Linked DNA regions of Sus scrofa: region 1 is linked to region 2. The links are chromatin contacts, called in public Hi-C maps. All regions are on one chromosome and are shown on one strand. The core of a region is the stretch at or near the end of the contact, and the rest is flanking DNA. Distances in the headings are between cores, read along the strand shown.

Region 1 (6,636 bases), core at 2,832-5,331, 660 kb after region 2:
ATCTAAATATTTATGAGGCTTTTTCTCCCGGGTTTATGTTGCGCTCTTGTTGGATGTGGAGGAATTACGTTAATGAATGCGTGCCTGCACACACCGACACAGAAACCAGGCAAAGGGGAAAAAAACACACACACAGCGCTTTGTCGGCGCTCACCAAACAGTTCCCATGAAAAGGAAGAAAAGAGCGAGGGGGAGGAAGAGAGATTTAAAATCTGTTGCCAGGAGAGAAATAAATTGTACAGCTCAACACAAAAGCCAGTACAAAGTTTCATCGTTGCTTTCTGGAGCTGCAAATGTAACTGTTGGGTCAAGTCGGTACAAATGTGAACTAAACCGTGATGGAAAAGTGAGAACGGGCTTGCCTGGCTCTTCCCGGTGATGAAGAAAATTAAGGACAGAGTTTTGGAAATACTGGAAATAAAGGATTTATTAGGAAACAAAAAACTGGCCAGCCCTTTCTTTTATGTAGTGCTGTCTACTTGGGTATGAATCCATGAAGAGGTTACCAGGGTTTTTATTGTACTGCCTACATACAGTGTCTTTTTGGTTTTTAATCTCGTGCCTTGTAGATAATGTTTTTATTAGTCTACTTTAAAGTGAATTCACCCTAAATGTGTTTGCATGAAATGATATCCGGTTATGGCTTAGACGCTAAATCATCTTTAATTATAGGTAATCTTTATGATAGTTTAATAGATAGAATAAAATATGAGCACAGTGGAACGGAGATGCAGGCATATTAATGGTATTAATATCACACTGCCAGAAACCGTCATCTTTCCAACCTTTAATCATCTTCTGTTCTATTCTCCTGTCAACACAGAAGGCCAGAGTGGTGGGTCAGAGCCCTGCTTAAGATGGGCTGGGTGGCTCTGTCATCATCTTTAATATTTGTGTATCAGGGTATTAGGTTTAAAAGCGCATTTTTTTTTTTCTTTTTTGAAAAAATGTTATCCCTCGCCTGGTATTTGTTTTCATTGGTAGGTTGTAATATACAAACAGATTAAGGTTGTGTTTGTCGTTTTTGAAAATTCTTGATGAATACAAGAAATTCTTGGCCTGGTTCTTGTCACCTATCTCCACAGGGGGTAAAAAGGTTCAGAAAACCTGCCTCAGGCCCCCTCCCAGCCCACACTGGTGCCTGCCACCGAAGGCAGGGAGGGTGGAAAGTCAATCTCCAAAGTCCCCTTGCACAGAGAGGAGGCTTCCCTACACATTTGTGTGACAAGCAGAATGTTGGCTGTTAATTGTTACGATTTACTTGTTTGTTTCACATTAGAGTCAAATGCAGAAGAGAGTCCCCTGGTTCCTATCCCCCCTCCAGATCTGGTTACTTGATTCTTGGTGATCCCAAGTCCAGAAAGTATTTGGCTATAGCCAATTTATGTAACTATTGTTATGAGCTAAGCATTACATATTCTTAGTGTACAACCAGAGTGTCTGTAAATCAGTTTCATCAATAAAAACGAAGACAAAACGTTCACGCAGAAATTTTTAACCATCTTTCATCTGATACCCTGACAGGGAATTGTATTAGCTCAGCATTATTTCATAGTCATTTATTACTTGCTTGTCTGAATGAATAGGTGCTTGGCTATATCTAAGTTTAAAGAAACTGCACCTAGGTTTTAAAGAAAAATTTAATGAAAGGTTCACAAAATTATTCCAAATTCCACCTGGAGGGGGGAAATGCATTGCTTAGAAAGTATTTCAGAAGAGGATTTTGTATAAAACTGAGGAAAGCAGTGTGAATATTCACAATACTTTAACATGAATATTGCATGGCTCTTATCAAAAAATTAAACACATGTGTACTTCATTATTGATTTGTGCATCAATAGATATAGAACTATTACCTCTCTGATAGTATATTGCTCAAGCTGAATTGATGCTCATTCTTCAAGCTGCTAGAGCATCTGCAAGAGGCATCATAGCACCTGAATGAGGCCTCCTGTTGAGCCAGCCCACACTCATCACCTGGTCTAGGCTGAGACTGGACACAAGACAGGAAACACGAGCGCTGCCATTTATGTCATCACCCTAGAAGGCCAGGTTTTGCTCGCAGTAAGGGGTGGGTCTCCAAGAAAGATTTCCTTTGACTAACACTATTCACAAGTTTTCTTTACTTCTTAATGTTTTTATTAGTTACAGTCTTTAAATAGCGTGTATGGGAGTTCCTGTTGTGGCTCAGCGGAAATGAATCTGACTGGTATCCATGAGGATGCAAGTTCAATTCCTGGCCTTGCTCAGTGGGTTAAGTCTCCTGCATTGCTGCGGCTGTGGTGTAGGCCAGCAGCTACAACTCCAATTCAACCCCTAGCTTGGGAATCTCCATTGGCTGTGAGTGCGTCCCTAAAAAGCAAAAAAAAAGAAAAAAACAGTGAGGAAACAGACATGTTCATGAGCACTAATAATAATCCTAAAAATTTATGAATTTCTGCAAGTCCATTTGATTATAGGTAATCAAGAGATTTAGAATTATATGTGCCTTTAAGCTATAATTTCACTTTTGGGAATTTATGTTGTATAAATAGTTAAAGATATAGCAAAATTATTTCCAATGTGGCAGATACAGAAGAAAGAATTTTAATTTTGTTATTCTTCATTATTTTTGCCAAGCTATATTTTCTATGATAAAGTTCATTATGTAATAAGAAATCAGCCATAAAATCTGTTAAGAAAAATTGTTTGTCCATAGTCAGGGAGCTCCTTTGTTTTCGACTGATCGAGGATCCCTTCCTGGAACTTCATGGGAGCTACCCCAGGATCACAGAAATGTTCAGATCCAAAGACGGATGAAAAAGGTGCGTGCAAATACTCTTGAGATAGTGCCTCTCCTGACATCAGAGCAAACCATGCAAAATGTCAGAGAAACGGTCATTGTCTGGGGAAATGCACACAAAATTTGAAAATTTTAATTAACTCCTATATATAAATATATATGACAGTTTATAACATCCATTTGCTTTTTTAAAAATGCAACTAAATACACAGAAAATATAGACATCTCAGCATTTTCACTCTCAAAAGTTTGGAGATCTCCTCTTTCACCCCACCTCTGTTTTTCTCTAGTTCAACTTCATTGCCATGGAGTTTCATGCAAATAGAAAAGTAACGCCGGACATCATCTTTTCTCAAACCAGAACTGATCTGAATTTGTATTAAGCCAGCAAGGAGTAAATGAAAATATCTCTATGAAGTCTTAACTCAGAGCTGAAATATCAAAAACGACAGTTTTGCATTCCATCTCATTTTTCACAAGGGTTTTTTTTTTTAATCTCATGGTATGATTTTTGTTTCTCAAATATTTGATCCTTGAAAACTGCACCCAACTCATTACAAGGTTTAAAAACACTGCCTGTTTTGGAATGTTTACACACGGTTCTCAAACACGATGGGAACTGGCAGACCAGCCCAGGCTGTTTTCATGGAAGCGCTGGGAGTGGCAGCTGTTACACATCCCGATATTTTTCCAGACTGAAACTCTTATTCCCTACACCCAGGCACGTGTTTCACAGCTGAGCCCAAATCCAAACCGAATTTAAAACTTTTTGGCTAAATGCCACATTCAAAACTTCCCTGACCTGTCTTCCTCTAGTCTCTGACAGCGTATACACGTACTGACTAGTCTGAAAATAGCTGGTTCGTAAACAGGGGGGAAACTGTCCAAGAAATATTTGCACAATGAAATAATCATTTCGTTTTGTCCATATAGACAAACAACCAGTCCATTTGGTAAAAAAAAATTTTTTGTTGTTCTTTTTAACATCTCATGAGTTGACTGAACTCGACTGGATGGTTTGTTTATATTGGTTCATTGTTATCTACTGAGGTGAATCTTAGATCTGATTTTCATAATATAGGGAAGAATGTCCACTGAGAAATGTCTTAAGTTATGTCTTAAGTACTGTAGTTGGTATTTAAGCATATGGTTAAACGCAGCTAATACTGAGTAATAAACGCTTCAAGTGGGAAAGCCCTGCAGAGTTTGTCTTTCCCAGTGGCTGACAGAGCCCTGAGCTTCAGTATTTCCTTCCTTGAGCACTGTAATGACTGCAATCCCATCAGTGACTTTTGGTATGATGGATTTCCTGCAACAACAAAAAATACAATTAAAAAAAACCCAGGGGCACTGTCTAGCCATTTACTCCTTTAACCTCTGTACAGTGTTGCATAAGAGATGTGAAAACCAGAGCAGATCAAGTTTGGAACCTACCAACCTTGGCCTCTTGCCTTCAAGGAATGTTTAGGTCTATTTTTTTTTTTTTTTTTTTTTTTTTAAGAGTTGCTGCCGTTTAGCTCAGTAAGTTAAGGATTGGGCGTTGCCACAGGCTGCGAAGCTTGGATCCTGTATTGCTGTGGCTGTAGTGTAGGCTGGCGGCTGCAGCTTTGACTTGACCCTTAGCCTGGGAACTCCCATATGCCACAGGTTTGGGCGTAGAAAGAAAAAAGCAAACAAGCAAACAAACAAGCAAAAAGCAACTAGTTCTTACAGAGAGAAAAGTTGGGAATAAGACTTACGTAATCCTTCACTTTAAGCATAATTCACCTACAAAATCATTCAGTCTTCCTAAACTATGTGAATGGAATTTGTTTGCATAAATCTAATTCCACCAAAGGCTTCTAAAGTGTGAACTAATTACACGATCTAATTTTGGAGCTTTTCCAAAGTTAATCTCTGAATTAGTTATCTTTTGCTTTTCTTTTATGTGTCATCTTGCTTTTTCACATTTCATTAGGTATCAAAACCAAGAGAGACAAAGTACAAGCTATTTATGTGTTATTAAGTCTCAAGATAATGGGAAATATTTTATCACAGTTAGATCTGCAGAAGAGTTAGGTGGTTCCTAAACCAGTGTTTTGGCAGAAAATAAATAATTATGGGCAGCAGTAACTTAAAACACTTAAAGATATTCCTAAGAACAGTCATTTTGACTGACGTTGACCTTGGTGCTCATGCATGTCTATGAGTGTGTGTGCGTGTGCGTGTGCACGCGTATGTGTGTGCGTGCGAGTGCATATGTGTGCATGTTTGTGTGCACGCGTGTGCGTGCGTGCGTGCGTGCGAGAGAGCATGTGCTCGCGGCTATACAATGAGGTGTGGTTGCAGGGAGCACTGGATGTTATGTGGGAAGTCATGGGTCCAAGGCCGGTCCCAGCACTGGCTGACTGTTTGATAGGAAGGAAGTTACCCACTGTCTCTGAATCTCAGTTTTCTCATCTACAATTAGGCTTAATGGAGTTCCTGTTGTGGCTCAGTGGGTTAAGAGCTTGACTGGTATCCATGAGGATTGCTGGTTTGATCCCTGGCCTCGCTCATTGGGTTAAGGATCTGGCATTGCTGTGCATGAGCTGTGGTGTAGGTCACAGATGTGGCTTGGATCCCACATTGCTTTGGCTGTGGTGTAGGCCGGCAGTTGCAGCTCCAGCTCCGATTCAACCCCTAGCCTGGGAACTTCCACATGCTGTGGGTGTGGCCCTAAAGAGACAAAAAAAAAAAAAAAAAAAAAAAAACCCTGACAAAATAAAATAATAAAAATAAAATAAAATTAGGACTAACAATGCTTGTCCAGGTCTACCCTTTCAAGGGCTTGTCATAGAAATAAAAAGAAATCAGGGTCCTAATAGCATGTCCTGGAGCGTGACATAATTATACCAATGACACAATGTGAGATTTGGGATAATTTATCTAACATGACTGAGTCTTATTCCTTCTTACATGGGAGGGTTATAACAAACTCATGGCAGTAGACGTGATATTGCAGTGTAATATGCTGCAGGCAGACACATTAGTTTGGCTCTTTAAGGAGCATAAACTCAACTGGAAATAGTTTAAACGAAAAAAAAAAAAGAAAAGTGTTTATTGACAAGTCTCAAGCAACCATGGAAAAGAAGCAGCAGAGCCTCTAAAACCACTGGATCCAGAAGTTTGAAGGCGAACAAGACTTTCTCTTTTCTCTTCGCACCGAATATGGTTTGGCTTTTCTCAGGCCAACTTCCTCCACGTGGCCGGACACACGATCCCCAGCAACAGCGATGCCCTACATCTCTCGATTTTGCTGCAAGACAAAAAAAAAAAAAAAAAATAGAATCGCCCACCTCCTCACCCCAAGACTGACGCCCGTTGTAAAGTCCCAGGAGAAGCCTCTAGTGGGCTCAGCTTGGATCAGGGCCCTGGGGTGGGAGCGTGTCCTTGGCTGTCAAGGCAAGAAATGCTCACCAGAAGCACGGACAGTCGGCTTCTCTCCTCTCCGGCGAGGGTGACCCTAGGCCGAAAGGATGAAGCTCTCTGTCAGACCCACTCGGCCTTCGGCGGCTGACATGAGGAACATTCCAGAACAGATTTAAGGGCGCCTTCAAAGTTTAAATTGCTGGAGCAATAAAAGGTAGACGAAGTTTATTCTGGTGCCTATAACCTAAACCATTCCCGTTTGTAATCTTGTGGAACCACAGGACCAAGGATTAAAACCATGCTCTAATTCTCTTTTGTTAAGAACCAGTACTATTTCAGAGGGTTTTTTTCCAGTTTTAAAATCTGATTCATCTCCTGTTAAATCATGCCTATGATTTACTTGGGGCAATGGCTGAAATTTTTTCAATTAGAAAAATGTACATTACAAGTACGTTATTTATAAA
Region 2 (6,568 bases), core at 966-3,465:
TGGCACATGGATGTTCCCAGGCTAGGGGTCCAATTGGAGCTGCAGCTGCTGGCCTACACCACAGCCACAGCAATGTGGGATCCAGCCTCATCTGAGACCGACACCACAGCTCACGGCAACACTGGACCCTTAACCCACTGAGCAAGGCCAGGAATCGAACCTGCATCCTCATTGATGCCAGTTGGGATCGTTAACCACTGAGCCACAACAGGAACCCAGGATGAAACTTAATTCTTAGCTCACACAATCAGATGCCTTTTTTTTATTTTTTGGCCACACCCATGGCATGCTGAAGTTCCCAGGCCAGGGATGGAACCTGCACCACAGCAGCAACCCAAGCTGCCACAATAACACAGCATCCTTAACCAGCTGTGCCACGCAAGAGAATTCCACAATCAGATGTGTTTTTAAGTCCACTCCTTGTGTGTAGAGGTGTTGAGAATATTACCTGAATGGCCACAGGTAACATGTGCACAGAGGAAAGACCAGGTGAGGACACAGGGAGAGGGCTGGCATAGGCAAGCCAAGGAGAGAGGCTTCAGAAGGAACCAACCTGCAGGCACCATGATCCCCCGCTGCCAAGGCTGTGAAAGTAAATTCCCCTCGTTTAAGCCACCCCCTCACCCTGCCTCCATCTGCAGGACTTTGCTGTGGCAGCCCTCACAAACTAAATGCAGAACCACTGTCATCTCCCCCTACAAATGTCCAGCCTGAGATTATGATCAAACAGCTAGTGAGCTGCTGAGGCGGGATCTGAACCTTGGACAGAGAGGTCAGAACCCAGACTCCTTCCTGTTACTCACTGCTGCTCATTCTTTCCTCCAACAAAAATGCGTGGAGGGCCAGGGAACAGCAGACACCCAGACACACACAGACAGTCGCTGGCACCCTGGACCTCACGTCCCTCTGGGAGAAGAACACACCATAGCTCTGGTTGCGGGTGGAAGCCACAGCCAAGAGGGTGCCAACAAGCAGCAGAGGTCTTGCTGGGCAGAGGGTGCGGCAGAGCAGCCTCGCAGGGGTGAGGCACGTCCTGAACCTGTGAGAGGGTCACAAGTTGTTCTCTGCTTTGGACCACAGTGCGTGAAGACGGGGGAGGCAGGAACTGGAGTTGTTTCGACGTCCTCAACGGATCACATCAGGGTGGTGGTAAGGGGGACACTTTCATGGAGTTGAACTCTCCTGATGTAGAACTACTTTAGGGTATTTTCAGATTTTTAACACACTTGGCTGTGTCACAGTGTAATTCCCATACATGTGAGTATGCAATCTCAGTGTAATAAATAGAGCAAGGATGCAATGTCCAGGCACATCCTCAGATATAATCTATACCTGAAGAAACGCCATGACTGTGGTCCCACGTACATAAATTTATTTGGCAGTCTGTACAAAGATTGCTGGCTGTATTTGTTTTCATCTGCACCATCTTTGTCCTGGGTAACTGAAATAACTTCTTAACTGGTCTTTCTTCCGACCCGAAAAACAGAGGGAACGTTTTGGAGCAAATTATGGTCAAACAGCCAGTAAGCGATCAGGACATGTCTTTTCTGGAAGTCCTGGGACAGAGACTAAAATCCACACATATGTGACCTTGAATCTTAGAATATTCAACAGCCAGCTGTTGGGGCCACCTCTCCACTAATGACCTTCCAAGATTCAGGGTCACATAAATGTAGGTTTTAGACCTACATCTTCCTCCTGCCCTTTGGCCTCACTTTGTACAACTTTCCCCTGCCTGCCTCTTCTTCTTTGAAATGCCAGTCTGCTGATGCCATCAGGACCATTGCCAGAATGTTCTATCTCAGCTTTCACCATAATCCAATCCAAACGTCACCTCCTCAGTGAAGCCTTCCCTGATTACGCCACCCAAAGCAGTTCCCTGCCCAGGGCCAGCGTCCTGTGTGTGGGACCAGCGCGGGTACGGGAGCCCCAGGCTCGGAAGGGGCCTGTGCTCAGCTTAGGGTTCGATGCGGCCGTCTTGAAATCCATGAGAGCTTTTGAACAAGGGCCTACATTGTTCTTTTTTGACAGCAGGTCCTGAAAACTCTGTTGCCAGTTCCTCCTGTGCTCCAGGTTGCATCATCCCATTCAGTTTTCTCTGTTGGCACTTCCATTATTCAAAGTGATCCCTTTGTTAATCTGTTTACTGACCTTTCCCTTCTCCAAGACGTGAGCTCCAGCAGAGCAGTAACTTTGCCAGCCTGGCTCAGTCCCGTGCCTCCAGCCCCTGGCACAGGGCCAGACAGAGGTTGAGTCTCAGTAAGCACAGAGTGAATTAATGACTCAGGCAGAGCACTAAAAATACAGCCGGGAGTCCGAAAAACATGGAAAGAAGTCAATGCTAGCTGGGCTTTGTGCCACGGCTTCAGACTCATTTCCCCACTGATGTGCGATCCTGACTAATGACTTGTGCGCATGACCCCTGAGAGTCAACCCCTCACCACAGGTGAAGATCCAGAATAAGACGTAAACACCGAGGGCTAGCCTGCCCCACCAGGGGTCTCATCCAAGCACTGCTTCCAGCCACCCCCGCTCCCGGCGTCGTGGAATCCCAGTGGTGTCCAGAGGGGTCCTTCCTCCTGCCTTTGTGGGCCTCCAGGAAGTGACCTCAGCCCTGCTCCAGCCCTGGACCAGGCTGGCCTGGCCGCGGCAGCCTTCCTAGGTGGAATGTTGGGACAAAGGGAAGTTCTACCGGGCCTCCTGAGAACGTCCCTCCTAGATGTTCAGAAGGGCTCCTGCAAGGTACTCTCCGCCTCTGCACACTGTCTGCCCTAAAACGGGCCTCAGAACCATTAAATCCTAGCTCCCCACCAGCCCAGGGGTAAAAGCATCAGTGGAAGAGAGGCCAGTGGAGGAAAGGCAGGGCCAGGAGCTGCCTGCTGTTGGAGACACTGAGCAAACTTGAAACCTGCCAAGTGCAGAGGACTAGTTTCCCGCTTAAGCTGGTTTGTTCCAGTTCTCTGTTATTTGGAGGCTGCAGCGTCTGAACTGCTTTGTAATTATCGCTTTTCTACAGAAAGAGAACATCAGTGAAATAGGTCTTCATTTGCATTTGCCATATACCCTCTCCTATGTTCAAGAATATGCAGTATTTGGAGTTCCCGCTGTGGTTCAGCGGTACATGCCCGACGAGTATCCATGAGGATGCAGGTTCCATCTCTGGCCTCACTCAGTGGGTTAAGGACCCGGCATTGTGGTGTGCTGTGGAGTAGCTTACAGACGCAGCTTGGATCTGGTGTTGCTGTGGCTGTGGTATAGGCCAGCAGCTACAGCTCCTATCCTACCCCTCACCTGGGAACTTCCATATGCCATGGGTGTGGCCAAAAAAAAGTATTCAGTAATGAAATTTACTTTTCCAAAAATTTCACTATATTCATGTTTGAAAACAGAGACTTTAGCCTTTTATTGTACGTCTGCACATAATGACCATCAAGACGGATCTTACATCAGAGGGTCTCTGTCAAGAAGCCAGGACTGACTGGTTGTGCTTAGACAATGAACTCTTGTGTCTGGGATCACAGCCCAGCCCCACCCCCTCCTCACCTGGGACGAAGTCAAAGGTCATGAGTTCTCTGCACCTCCCTGGCTCCTGGGCTATGATAGGAACAATTGCACTAACCCTGACCTTGGAAGCTGATTATGAGGATTCAGTAAACTGGGGCCATGCTGGTGTGAGGTTCACTGGTTCAGAGACACTCCTTGTCGCCGATGCATCCACCAAGAAAGAAGAAGGTACATAGTCAGTCTCTACCCACGAGATCGTAATCACCTTTGGGAGATGATCATTGTTTGCAGAAAGACACAAGGCGCAGATTAGCATGAACTGCAAGCGCAGTGGATGTGAGAAGAGGAAGCACCTGCCAGGGCAGAGGCAGCAAGAGCTTCTGGTGAAGATGGGCAGAGGTGGGCGGGGAGAGGACGACCTGGACCTGCGAGGGGACCCTGATGCCGCCCACGGAAGCCAAACAGGAGGCACAGAGGAGGGAAAACTCAGGGCCTCCATGGTCGTTGGCGGGAGTGGTGTGGAGGGCCTTACACCAAAGGGTTTAGCAAAGCGGAGTAAGAAGGCACCTAAGAGAGGCAGGAATGGGAACTTCACAAAAGAGTCAGCCTTGGAACGGTCTCCAGAAGGCAACAAGGAAACAAAGCAAAAAGCTTTAAAGAACATTTCGTTTAATTTTGAGACAGATAAAAAGAAAAAAATAATAAGGATGAGAGGATAGAATCCCGAAGGCAAAAAGACCATTAAAGAGATATTTCAAATGTTCTGGTTTGAGAGAGTGAACGTGGACTGATAGGGGCTTCGGTACAAGGATGATAAAGATGGTGATAAAACATTTCCACCTTCTCTCCCTCTCCCATGCTCATCTTCAAACTAACGGCTAATACTTTTCACTCTAGGGGTTAGACGAAAACACAAAATTTGAGAAAACGTCAATGTTAGGAAAAAAATAGGAAAAGAAAAAAAGTCGGCTTAGAGCTCTTCCAACCACAAGAGGGCGCTCCCGGACCCAGGAGCAGAGCTGGGGGGGACTGAGCCCGGATCATTAACGGAACTAGCGGGAGGGCTGCCCAGAAGTCCGGTCTGAAAGGGGTTACCTGGGCAGTTACAACGTGGAGACAGCCTCTGGCCTTTACCTGTGCCCTGTGACATCCACATGATCAATCCTAAGACCCGGAAAGGCACTGAAGGCTTACAAACTTAAGTACTCCCACTCTCGGTAGCAAGTCAGGATTCAGCCTCTCCAGTAAGTGGCGGATGCCCCGCAGGCAAAGCAGGAATGTCCTGATGGATCCCCAAGATTGCAGCATAGGATGCTTTCCTCCTGGGAGCTCCACTCAGCAAGGGGATTCCGCCCTACGGCAGCTGGTGACACAGGTCCGGCCCGACCTCCATTGCCCGACGTGCCCAACCAACTGGGAGAGCGCCAGGGTGCCCAAGATAAAAATAGGATGTTGCCGTGGAGCGCTGGACAGGCTGGCAGATGACACAGGGCCTTGGGAGAGCCTGGAGCCCTGCCCAGAGGCCGTCCTCGCCCTCTGCCGGCCTCGACAAGGGGAGGGGAGTTGGAGCTTCACAGGGAGTCCTGCCAGGAAAGGGCCGCGAGGCAGGGGAAGGGTGGGGAAATCATTTTCCTGTGAGTCAAAGGACAACAGCTGTCACCACGGAGGGAGAAGAGGTGGAACACTGGGTCCAAGCCTTCTCTGGAGCAGTGGCAGCTGAGTCAAAACAAGCAGTCAGAAACATGAGGCCCTTAAAAATACAGTAATTCATGCTACATCAAAGCAGTGATTAGCACAGCTTCCTGGCTGTCTCTCTGTTTATTTATGGTACATTACACATTTTAATGCTATTTTCATAAGGTATTTCAGCTGCCACGGTGCCATATTTGGGAGACAAAAGTGCCTAAGAAGTGCTGCAATTATCGGGCACCCACCCCCAGCCATCCATGAGTCTGGTGTCAACCACAATGACCACTACTTCCCCAAAGGAGAAACAGAAGAGAGAGTGTCCCCATGCAGCCTGCAGGAAGACAGGATGGAAGAGGACGCGGGAGCTGGGAAGAGGGGAGGGCACAAAGGCCAAGTTCATCTTGATTCGTCTCTTGTGGGGAAAGAGGTCAACTTTGAAGTCTTCCTTGAGATACTTCTTTTATTAGGTCATAGGACCCAGTCATCTGTTGGGGATTGCTCACCCAACTCTGGAAGCCAACAGCCCTCTCCGCAAACCAGCTTTATTTTAAATACACTTGAGTTCATGCCAGTGTCCGGGTGGGAGCTGGGAAAAGTGAAAAGCTGCTGGAAATTTCCTCACTCCTCCCCGTGACTTTCTTTCTTTTAAAGAAGGGTGGGGCGAGCATGAGTCCACTTAGGGAACAGCTCCATTCACCTCATATCAAATAGACAAGAGGCATCCCTCCCGCAGGTAAATTTAATAACCGTTTCCTCCAAGTCTGACTTCTCCTTACGATCAACCCCCGAAAAATGCAAGTCGGTGAATGTGTGCCATGGAATATGTCATCTCGGTGTTCAGAGATAAAGCGGGGGGGACAAATAAGAGAAGGTCAGGACAGCGAAGGAAAAAGACTCAGCCCTCACTGGCCCTGGGTCGGGTAACTCAGGAGAGCCGACGGGCGCCTGAGCTGAACCTTCACAACCCACCACGTGGATGCCCAAGAGGCTGCTTTCCGACGGATGAAGGTTCAATGTCATGTCAAGACAGCACTGCATTCATTGTCGAAGTTTCTATTGAAAACTGATTCCTTTGCCGATGTTGTTAATGTTTATGAAATGCTGGAGACGGGCGAGCTTCCAAAAGCAATTCATAGCCGGTTTCCCTGATTTTATGTCTGAGGCCACTGTCCTGTGGCCCTTCCCTGGATTTATCTTTAGGGCCCTTGGATTTATCTGAGGACTGGTCTCCTCACAAAAGTTTCCAACACCAGTGCCAACAGTCTCGGGTGTTGGAACTGGGTGTCTAGGAACTGGCTTCAGCCTGAAACGCATCTCACACAGACCACTTAAGAGCCATCTCAAGATAACTCCGGTCAGAATTTAACCAGCCACC

What was found. Hi-C and Micro-C count contacts between places; a contact is called where the count stands out from the background.
Region 1: a contact with region 2 is called in a Hi-C map of liver, with 6 times the contacts expected there. The contact joins two enhancer-like sites. A contact is called at or near these places in 5 of 47 Hi-C or Micro-C datasets (embryonic fibroblasts, liver, skeletal muscle and 1 more) and 1 of 2 datasets of contacts at active chromatin or transcription factors (skeletal muscle).

Annotation. Positions count from the first base shown.
Region 1 is chr1:4,898,895-4,905,530 of Sscrofa11.1, forward strand. No RefSeq gene overlaps it. Among named protein-coding and RNA genes, the nearest start is that of QKI, 19 kb to the left of the region's middle. Within about 2 kb of position 4,082, at least 11 of the 83 cell types and tissues checked have an H3K27ac peak or open chromatin away from gene starts, as enhancers often do. A contact at or near this core is called in liver, where this site is marked.
Region 2 is chr1:4,242,441-4,249,008 of Sscrofa11.1, forward strand. No RefSeq gene overlaps it. Among named protein-coding and RNA genes, the nearest start is that of QKI, 640 kb to the right of the region's middle. Within about 2 kb of position 2,216, at least 24 of the 83 cell types and tissues checked have an H3K27ac peak or open chromatin away from gene starts, as enhancers often do. A contact at or near this core is called in liver, where this site is marked.